3 separate regions of the Mus musculus genome follow, and all the other regions are linked to region 1. Evidence: chromatin contacts called from public HiChIP or PLAC-seq data. All regions are on one chromosome and are shown on one strand. Each heading gives the region's core, a stretch centred on a gene start, on an enhancer-like site or on the middle of the called end of the contact. The rest is flanking DNA. Distances are from core to core; before and after follow the strand shown. Region 1 overlaps Armc2 (armadillo repeat containing 2). Region 2 overlaps Gm40630 (a long non-coding RNA gene). Region 3 overlaps Sesn1 (sestrin 1).

Evidence for each region. HiChIP or PLAC-seq counts read pairs in DNA pulled down with a chosen protein or histone mark.
Region 2: a BATF HiChIP or PLAC-seq map of CD8 T cells shows a contact between it and region 1, with 8 read pairs. The contact joins two enhancer-like sites. A contact is called at or near these places in 20 of 484 Hi-C or Micro-C datasets (the AML12 cell line, the HL-1 cell line, the N1E-115 cell line and 11 more), 3 of 115 datasets of contacts at active chromatin or transcription factors (CD8 T cells, bone marrow-derived macrophages and embryonic stem cells) and 1 of 9 other capture datasets (adipose tissue).
Region 3: an H3K4me3 HiChIP or PLAC-seq map of bone marrow-derived macrophages shows a contact between it and region 1, with 2.7 times the contacts expected there. The contact joins two enhancer-like sites. A contact is called at or near these places in 2 of 484 Hi-C or Micro-C datasets (CD8 T cells and cranial neural crest), 6 of 115 datasets of contacts at active chromatin or transcription factors (CD8 T cells, bone marrow-derived macrophages, embryonic stem cells and 1 more) and 2 of 9 other capture datasets (adipose tissue and pancreatic islet).

Annotation. Positions count from the first base shown.
Region 1 is chr10:41,977,709-41,980,408 of GRCm38.p6, forward strand. All of the region lies in intron 6 of Armc2 (armadillo repeat containing 2), which reads right to left. Among named protein-coding and RNA genes, the nearest start is that of Gm33058, 20 kb to the left of the region's middle. Within about 2 kb of position 1,328, at least 78 of the 459 cell types and tissues checked have an H3K27ac peak or open chromatin away from gene starts, as enhancers often do. A contact at or near this core is called in CD8 T cells and bone marrow-derived macrophages, where this site is marked.
Region 2 is chr10:42,067,221-42,069,966 of GRCm38.p6, forward strand. Gm40630 (a long non-coding RNA gene) reads right to left here. Exons shown (of 5, transcript XR_871601.1): 3 at 1,301-2,746. The region is part of intron 1 of Gm51798 (a long non-coding RNA gene); the gene reads left to right. Among named protein-coding and RNA genes, the nearest start is that of Gm40630, 13 kb to the right of the region's middle. Within about 2 kb of position 1,476, at least 39 of the 459 cell types and tissues checked have an H3K27ac peak or open chromatin away from gene starts, as enhancers often do. A contact at or near this core is called in CD8 T cells, where this site is marked.
Region 3 is chr10:41,866,808-41,869,576 of GRCm38.p6, forward strand. The region is part of intron 1 of Sesn1 (sestrin 1); the gene reads left to right. Among named protein-coding and RNA genes, the nearest start is that of Sesn1, 58 kb to the left of the region's middle. Within about 2 kb of position 1,369, at least 19 of the 459 cell types and tissues checked have an H3K27ac peak or open chromatin away from gene starts, as enhancers often do. A contact at or near this core is called in CD8 T cells and bone marrow-derived macrophages, where this site is marked.

The sequences.
Region 1 (2,700 bases), core at 78-2,577:
TTTGGATTTTTGAGTGTGCTTGAACTGGATAAAACATGCACATGGGGCTGGAGAGATGGCTCAGCGGTTAAGAGCCCTGACTGCTCTTCCAGAGGTCCTGAGTTCAGTTCCCAGCAACCACATGGTGGCTCACAAGCATCTGCTATGGGATCCGATGCCCTCTTCTGGTGTGTCTGAAGAGAGCAACCATGTACTCACATTAAACAAACAAAACAAACAAGCATGTAATTCTAAAAGTAAATACAAATAGCCACGCAGTATAAGAAGACCGCCGCTCATAGTCCTAGGTAATTAATCCACTTAGAGGCCAAAGGATATGAACAGACTCAGTATTGAAGAAGGCAAACAAAAAGCCAGAAGTTGTTAAGTCAACAACAGTCAATTTCCTTGACATATATAGGAAACACTTAAATTTGCTAGAAAGCAGGTTGGGGAGATGGCTCGGTGGGTAAGGCACCTGCTGCTGCAAGCTTCAGGACCCAGGCTTGGATCCCCAGCACATATAAAAGAAGCCAGGCATGGTGCTGTAACCCCAGAGCAGAGGAGCAGAAACAGGCAGATCCTGCGAGCTCACTGACCAGCTCAGTGTGGCCAGAATGTGGCTCCATGTCCAACGAGAGACCATCTCAAAAAATATGGTAAAGGGTTCGAGAAAAAGACTCTGACATTGAGCTGTGGCATCATCTATTGGAGTAGGAACCTGCTCTAACACATCAAAACCCCAAATTACTAGAAATTCAGGCTTTAAATCCATGTGGTCTTAAAAAAAAAACAAAAAACCAAAACGAAACCCCTACACAGTGTGCTTTTCAATGTAAAGCTGAGCGATCAACTAGTTCCCCAGGAAGAGTGAAATCAGTCAACATGCTCCCCCCAGGAAGAAATGATTATCAAGATGAGTCAGAAATCACCCAAGTTTAGTTACCTCCAGACCCTTCTGAGACTTCTCAGACTCATTTTGAGAAGTTAGCTAAACACTGTGGTATAAGAATTTCTTCTCGGTCGTCTCCCAGGAATCCCCACTAATGTGGTTGTGTCTTGCTATGGCCTTGCTTCTGTATCCCCATGTGGTCCTCACTGCCCCCATCACCTCCATTCCATACCCTATCCCCAGTGAATTCTAGAAACTGAAGCATGTCTACAAACACACAGTGTGGCCCAGTCTTGGGGAACAACTTCAAATTTTAAAAAGGACTTTCATCTAGGTTCACTGCTTGCTAAATATAAAAATAATGATTCAACAGGAAAATTGGGTAAGTCAGGCAAGAAATACTGCCTGTTTTTGAAGATTCTGCTGTCTCCGTGGTTATAGCTGTTAACCACAGCTTTCAGCTTTGGACCCAACAGCTTGATACATTGTTAGCATTGGCTGGTGTTTTTAGCATGCAAACGTAAACCCCTTAGCAACAATGTTGTCTAGGGAATTGGAAGGCTTAGATTCTCCTGAGTTCTAGATACATTGCAGGTGACCACTAACTGTCTCCTTACTGGTGAGGGGCTAGTTTGAAGATAACATCTTTTACACGGTGCTAGATTGATATCATTTATCATCATTTTTTATTTTTGTTGAGACAAGGTCTTACTGTAGCTCAGAATGGCCTGCAATTCATAACCCTGTCTCTGTTTCCAAAATGTTCAGATTATAGATGTGTACTCATAGAGCCCGACATAAACTTTTGTGTGAAATGAAAAAAAAAAACTATGAAGAATATAACAGACACTGTCCTACCCTGAATAGTTTGGTTCAATGCTAATAATGTGCTACGTTTGTATCTTTTTATTTTAAAGACAACAACAACAACAAAAACCTTGAAGGCTTAAAACCTTCTTATGCCTGCCTTATCTAGATCCTTCCCCATGGGGGGGGGGGTCACCAGCCTTTGAAATGGGGGTGACAGCATGTTTGTTTTTCTAGGTGTGACACAGAGCTCCCTAACTCTTGTTTCCACAACTTAAGGTTTCACCTGCTGCTTGTGTTGTACAGTCAATGTTACAATGTTACAGTGTTACAATGTTACAGTGTTACAATGTTACAGTGGTATAGTGTAACAAATGTTCCCTGGCTCATTTTTCTCACTGCCTGACTTTGCACCATTTCTAACCATTGGTCTGTATTATTTCATATTTCCTCAGGCAGAATAAAGTCCCTAAAGGGCTTTCATAATATAGTTTCATTTAATGTAACAGACAGCTGTCCTACCCTGACTAGTTTGGTCCAATGTTAACAATGTGCCACATTTGTATCTTTTTCTTTATTTTAAAGACAAAAACAAAAAACAAAAAATCTTGAAGAATTAAAACCTTCTTCATTTAAGTGGGCAATGCTTTTGAACTTAAGTTTAGATTTACACTGATATTAAATCTGCACACAAACCCTCCAGATACCTTCAAGCTATAATTTCTGTGAGTTTCTGTCTACATTGAAGGCAGCAGACCTGGATACTGGTTTAAGACGGCAGTGAAAAATGAAAACTTAGAAAACAAATGGTTTCTGAGCAAGTTGGATCCAGTTCCTGAAGTTGTCGAACAGAGTTACTAAGGGCTCGGTGTGGCACTCTAGACTCTCCTTGACTTCCACCTAACATTTGTCTTTGAAAAACAAGTCACACTGTTTAACAGCACAAAGATCTTGAGAATGAAGGATGCTGAAGGCGGAGAGGCACACTCACCTGCTCTGGATGCTGAAGGCGGAGAGGCACA
Region 2 (2,746 bases), core at 226-2,725, 90 kb after region 1:
GGTTTCAGGCTGGGGGAGGGGAGACTACAACTAAATAGTGTCCTCCATGCAGTGTTCACAATCTTCCCAATGCTGCAACCTTTAATACGATTCCTCCTGTTGTGGGGACTCCCCCACCCCCATAAAATTATTTTGTTGCTACTTCATAACTGTAATTTTGCTATTGTTATTAGTCATGATGTAAATATCTGATATGTATGCCCGAAGGCACCAAGGAGACCCACAGGTTGAGAACCGCTACTCCATGGTGACTGCTTCAGTTTCTGCCTTGGGTTCCTGTCTTGGCTTTCTTCTATTATGGAAGTCAAGCAAACCCTTTTCTCCCCAAGCTACTTTTGGTCGGAGTGGTTTATCACAACAATAGAGAGTTTACCAGTTTTGTGTGTGTTGGGGGGGGGGGGTTGGAGTTAGTTCCAGCCATGGTGAAAAACTGCAACCAGAACTATAGGAAATATTGATGTGCCCTCTGTCTTAGTTAGGGTTTTACTGCTGTGAGCAGACACCATGACCAAAGTAGCTTTTATAAGGCCAATGTTTACTTGGGGCTGGCTTACAGGTTCAGAGCTTCAGTCCATTATCATCAAGGTGTGAACATGGCAGCGTCCAGGCAGGCATGGTGCAGGAGGAGCTGAGAGTGCTGCATCTTCATCTGCAGGCTGCTGGGAGAAGACTGACTTCCAGGCAGCTAGGATGAGGGTCTTAAAGCCCACACCCACCGTGACACACCTACTCTAACAAGGCCACACCTTCTAATAATGCCACTCCCTGGGCCAAGCATATACAAACCATCACACCCTCCAATGAAGCAGGGTTTCTTAAATAAGACAAAAGCAAAAGTTAGCATGAAACAATTATACACTGAGTTACATGACTTAGAAATTAGTCTTTCTCTCTCTTTGTTTCTATCATTTGTTTTTGAAGACAGAGTTTCTCTGTGTAGCCCTGGCTCTCCTGGAACTTGCTTTGTAGATCAGGCTGGCCTCAAGCTCACAGAAATCACCCTCCCTTGCCTACACAGTGCTGGGATTAAAGGAGTGTACCGTCATGCCCTGCTAGAAATGGTTTTTCATGATAAGTATACCACTGACAAAGTGAAAAGACAAACATAGACTTGGTGAAGACATCTGTATCTCACATTGCCAAGCAATCGCTATAAAAAGTATACAGTCTATTCTTAAAAGTTATAAAGAAAAAGTAAACACAACCCTCCAAAAAAGAAAGAATGTATAAAATTGTGTGTGTGTGTGTGTGTGTGTGTGTGTGTGTGTTAATTATTCTTTTGGTCACTGTGACCACATACCTGTCCAGGACTTAGGAGAAGGAATGATTTGTGCTCCTGGTTCAGGAGTGCCTTCACCTTCATGCAGAAAGCCTGGCTGTCAGGAAGCAGAAAGCCTGCAGGAAGCAGGCCAGGCTCTAACCTACTAGACTTACCAGTGGTGACCCATTTCCTCCAGTTTGGCCCCACCTCCGCCACATCCTCCCTGAAATGCCACCATCTGAGGACCAAACATTCAAATAAGAGCTGTGGGAGACATTTCACACTGAAACCGCAGCTGACTGCAACCAAGCAGGTAGCAGAAGAGGACATTTAATGGTCTGTGGTCACATGAAAATGTGTGCTATTAAATTAAAAGTCAGAGAGATGCAAATTAAAACAATCAGAAGCTGTTTCATGCCCCCCAGAAGTGAGACAGTACCAGCAGGTGATTAGAATGGAGAGAAACACAGGGACACATTTGGAAGCTAACAGCTGACCAACAATTCCACTTCCGTGTGTCCAGAGACATGGGGACTGGAAGAATGTCCTTTTCAGTATTCTGAAATAGCTAACCGTGAAAGCAAGTCGCCTGACCCACAGGAGTAAAAAGGAGCGAGAACAGTGTGGTTACAGAAGCAGTTCAACACTGCGTTCATCACAGTGAGTGAGCCAGGTCAGCTGGATGGCTCTGGGATGGGTAAATCCAACGGGCATAACTAGCTAAAAATGAAGCAAAGTAACACATGATTTATATGAAATTTAAAGTTCATGAAACAAGAGTACGGATTGCTTATCAGTACACAGTACAGACGTTCAATCTTCCTGGTTGCTAGGCACATCCATGAAAAGGAAAAGGCCCTTCAATCCAGCTGTGCTAATACCGCACTGTCTGGAGAGGCCCTGGAACTTACACTCCACAGCGTCTGACTTATGTCTTTATTTATTGCAGGTGGGAGTTGAACCAAGGGCCTTGGGCATGCTCAGTAAGCACTTACCACGGAGCTGCACCCAGACACACTTGAGACCAAATGAGGCCAACATGAGAACTGGCCACAAAATTTGTACAAAGAATGCTGAATGGTTTCCAGAAGTTTCTGGTGTTACCTGTTAGTTTCTCTTTCCTAAGCAATTGGTGATGACTCTCAATGAGTGGGGCTCTGGGATGGCTCTGGGACGACCCTGGGATGCAGGGATGGCTGTAGGGATGAGTCTGGCCTGCTCTATGAGCTGCCATGCTGGCCACAGCCTCTAAATCTTTTGGCTTGGTAGAAGAGAACCATGATCTTCCCTTAATTTTCCCATCGCACATAATATGCACATTTACACACGACTTCAGGTACCCACATCATACACACTCAAAACCACGAAGAAACACTAGAACCACTCCCTCATCCAAACACCTGGATTCCTCCCTTCTCTGCAACAAGAGCAGGCTGTTTAACCATTCAGTGTTGAGTAGATAGTGTGGAGTCAGATCTGATTACA
Region 3 (2,769 bases), core at 119-2,618, 110 kb before region 1:
GTCACAGCCAGTAGTTCTGTAGAATTTAGTGCATTCACTTTTCCTTAAACCTAAGGAAACAAAAAACCAACCCCCTGCATCAAATCCTGTGGAGCCATGTGTCTGATGCTGTGCCATCTTCACCATAGACTGCAGAGAACATGGAGGCTTTTCCCATCTCACAAAGGTTACTGTCTGAAGTTAAAGCACATCTGTTACTTCTCCCTCTGAACAGATTTTCTCACTGGAGAATGATTGTAACTGTATGAAGCTGCCAAACTGCAGAGCTGGTACCAAACCCTGATGCTTAGATTCTATTCTAACAGTTTCTTCCTTATTGTTTGTATAGGTACAGCCCTCACTCCCCCCCCCACCATTCTCTTATTGCAGCCCTCACTTCCCCCCATTCTCTTATTGCAGCCCCCACTTTCCCCCAGTCTCTTATTGCAGTCCCCATTTCCCCCCATTCTCTTATTGCAGCCCCCATTTCCCCCCCCCCATTCTCTTATTGCAGCCCCCACTTTGGTCCTATAGGAGAAGCGCAGGTGTATGGAGAACAAATTAATAGAACAAAATTCAGTTTGCATTTAAAGGAGTGCCTGCTGTGGTGCCCTGAAGTCAGGGTATTTTTTTAATTATTATTTTTATTTAATTAAAATATATCATTTTCCCTCCCTCTCCTGCTATGCCCTGCCCTACTCCCTCTTAAACTTATGGCCTCTTTTTTTATTAGCTGTTTGTCTTAGTCAGGGTTTCTATTCCTGGATAAAACATCATGACCAAGAAGCAAGTTGGAGAGGAAAGGGTTTATTCAGCTTACACTTCCACATTGCTGTTGATCACCAAAGGACGTTAGGACTGGAACTCAAGCAGGTCAGGAAGCAGGAGCTGATGCAGAGGCCATGGAGGGATGTTACTTACTGGCTTGCTTCCCCATGACTTGCTCAGCCTGCTCTCTTATAGAACCAAGACTGCAAACCCAGAGATGGTCCCACCCACAAGGGGACCTCCCCCTTTGATCACTAATTGAGAAAATGCCTTGCAGCTGGATCTCGTGGAGGCATTTCCCCAACTGAAGCTCCTTTCTCTGTGTTAACTCCAGCCTGTGTGAAGTTGACACAAAACTAGCCAGTACACTGTTATTGTTACATATATGTTTACAAATATATAAATGCAACCTGCAGAGTCCTGTTAGTGTAGTTATGAGAGTGTTTCAGGGCTATTTGTTACTGGATAACCATTTAGGGGTGTCATCTTTGGGAAAGATTAATCACCCCTCTCACAGCAGTTCTTAATTGCCACAGCTCTTCATCTGGGGGCGGTGCTTATGAGATGAGCCACATGCACTTTGCATGTCAGCTGGTGCTGCCCTTGGTTAAGTAGCTGTAGCGCTAAGATTTTATGGGTGTGTGGCTTCCCTATAATGTCTTGCTGCAGACTTCCTTGATCTCTTGCTCTTAGACTCTGTTTTCCCGAGTGCTGCCGAGCCTGAGGTTGTGTTGTATCAGTCGGGGCTGGGCACCTCCTGGTTAGTTGTTCTCTGCATTGTGACCAGTTGTGGCTTTCTGTCATGGTCTCCATCTGCTTTGATGAGGGGTGAGAGTTACACTTGCCTGTGGTATAGGATAAGTATTTAGAAGGTGCTTAGGAATTTTACTGGTTTGGGAAAGTAGTATGTTCTCCTCCAAGATCCATGACCTCTCGAGTCACATGGTTAACTAAGTTTACAGCACCAGGCCCCATTTCCTTCCTGTTGAGCAGGCCTTCAGCCCAGTCAGACAGACAGTTGTTGGCTCCCATTAAGATATAAGTGCTCTTGTACCTGCAGGGATGGCTGTCTCGCCATGCAGGTCATTGTCACAGACCCTGGGCAGCACAGCTGAGGGGGGCTGCTGGTTACTTCCCGCCCTGGGCATCGTGCAGATTGCCTTCTGGTACTATGGAAACTAGTCCTCATTCTGTGTCCAAAGTATATAATATCATTAGCAATAGGGACTTACCTTCAACTTGGAGGCAACTAAAGGCAACAGCAATAGTCTATTGCCAGGGGAGTCCCTTGGGCTCCCTTCACGAACAACAGCTCAAGAGGGTTTCTCATGCCTGCATCATCTAGTTATTCCTGGTACATGAACACTTAACAGAAGCACATTGAATGAATAGTGAAGGAAAAAAATTCTGGTTTTTGAGGCAGTTCATTTCTAAGAGTTGAACATCTTAAGATTGTATTAGTCAGGGTTCGCCAGAGTAGTGGAACTTAAGGTTTGTGTGTGTGTGTGTGTGTGTGTGTGTGTGTGTGTGTATTCAATACATGTGAAAATAAATATATATATATATATATCCACACACACACACACACACATGGAATTTATTGGAATTACTTATAGGCTGCAGTCCAGCTAATTCAACAATGGCTGGCTGGGCATGGAAAGTCCAAGACTCTGTAGTCACTCAGTCCCAAGGCTGGGTGTCTCAGCTAATCTTGAGTATATGCCAGAACTGAAGAAGTAGCTCCAATGCCATCGAAGGAATGGAAGTACTAGCAAGTAGGCAAAGAACAAAACCTTCATGATTCCATGCCCTTATATAGGTTCCAGCAGAAGATGTGGCCCAGGTTAAAGGTGTGTCTTCTCACCTCAAGATTCAGATCAGAGGTGTGTCGTCCTACCTCAAAGGTCTGGACCAGAAGTGGAACCACCCACTTCAACCCAAGCAGAAAATGCCTCACAGGTGTACTTCCATTTCTGGATTGTAGCTCATTCCAGATATAGACAGGTTGACAACCAGGAATAG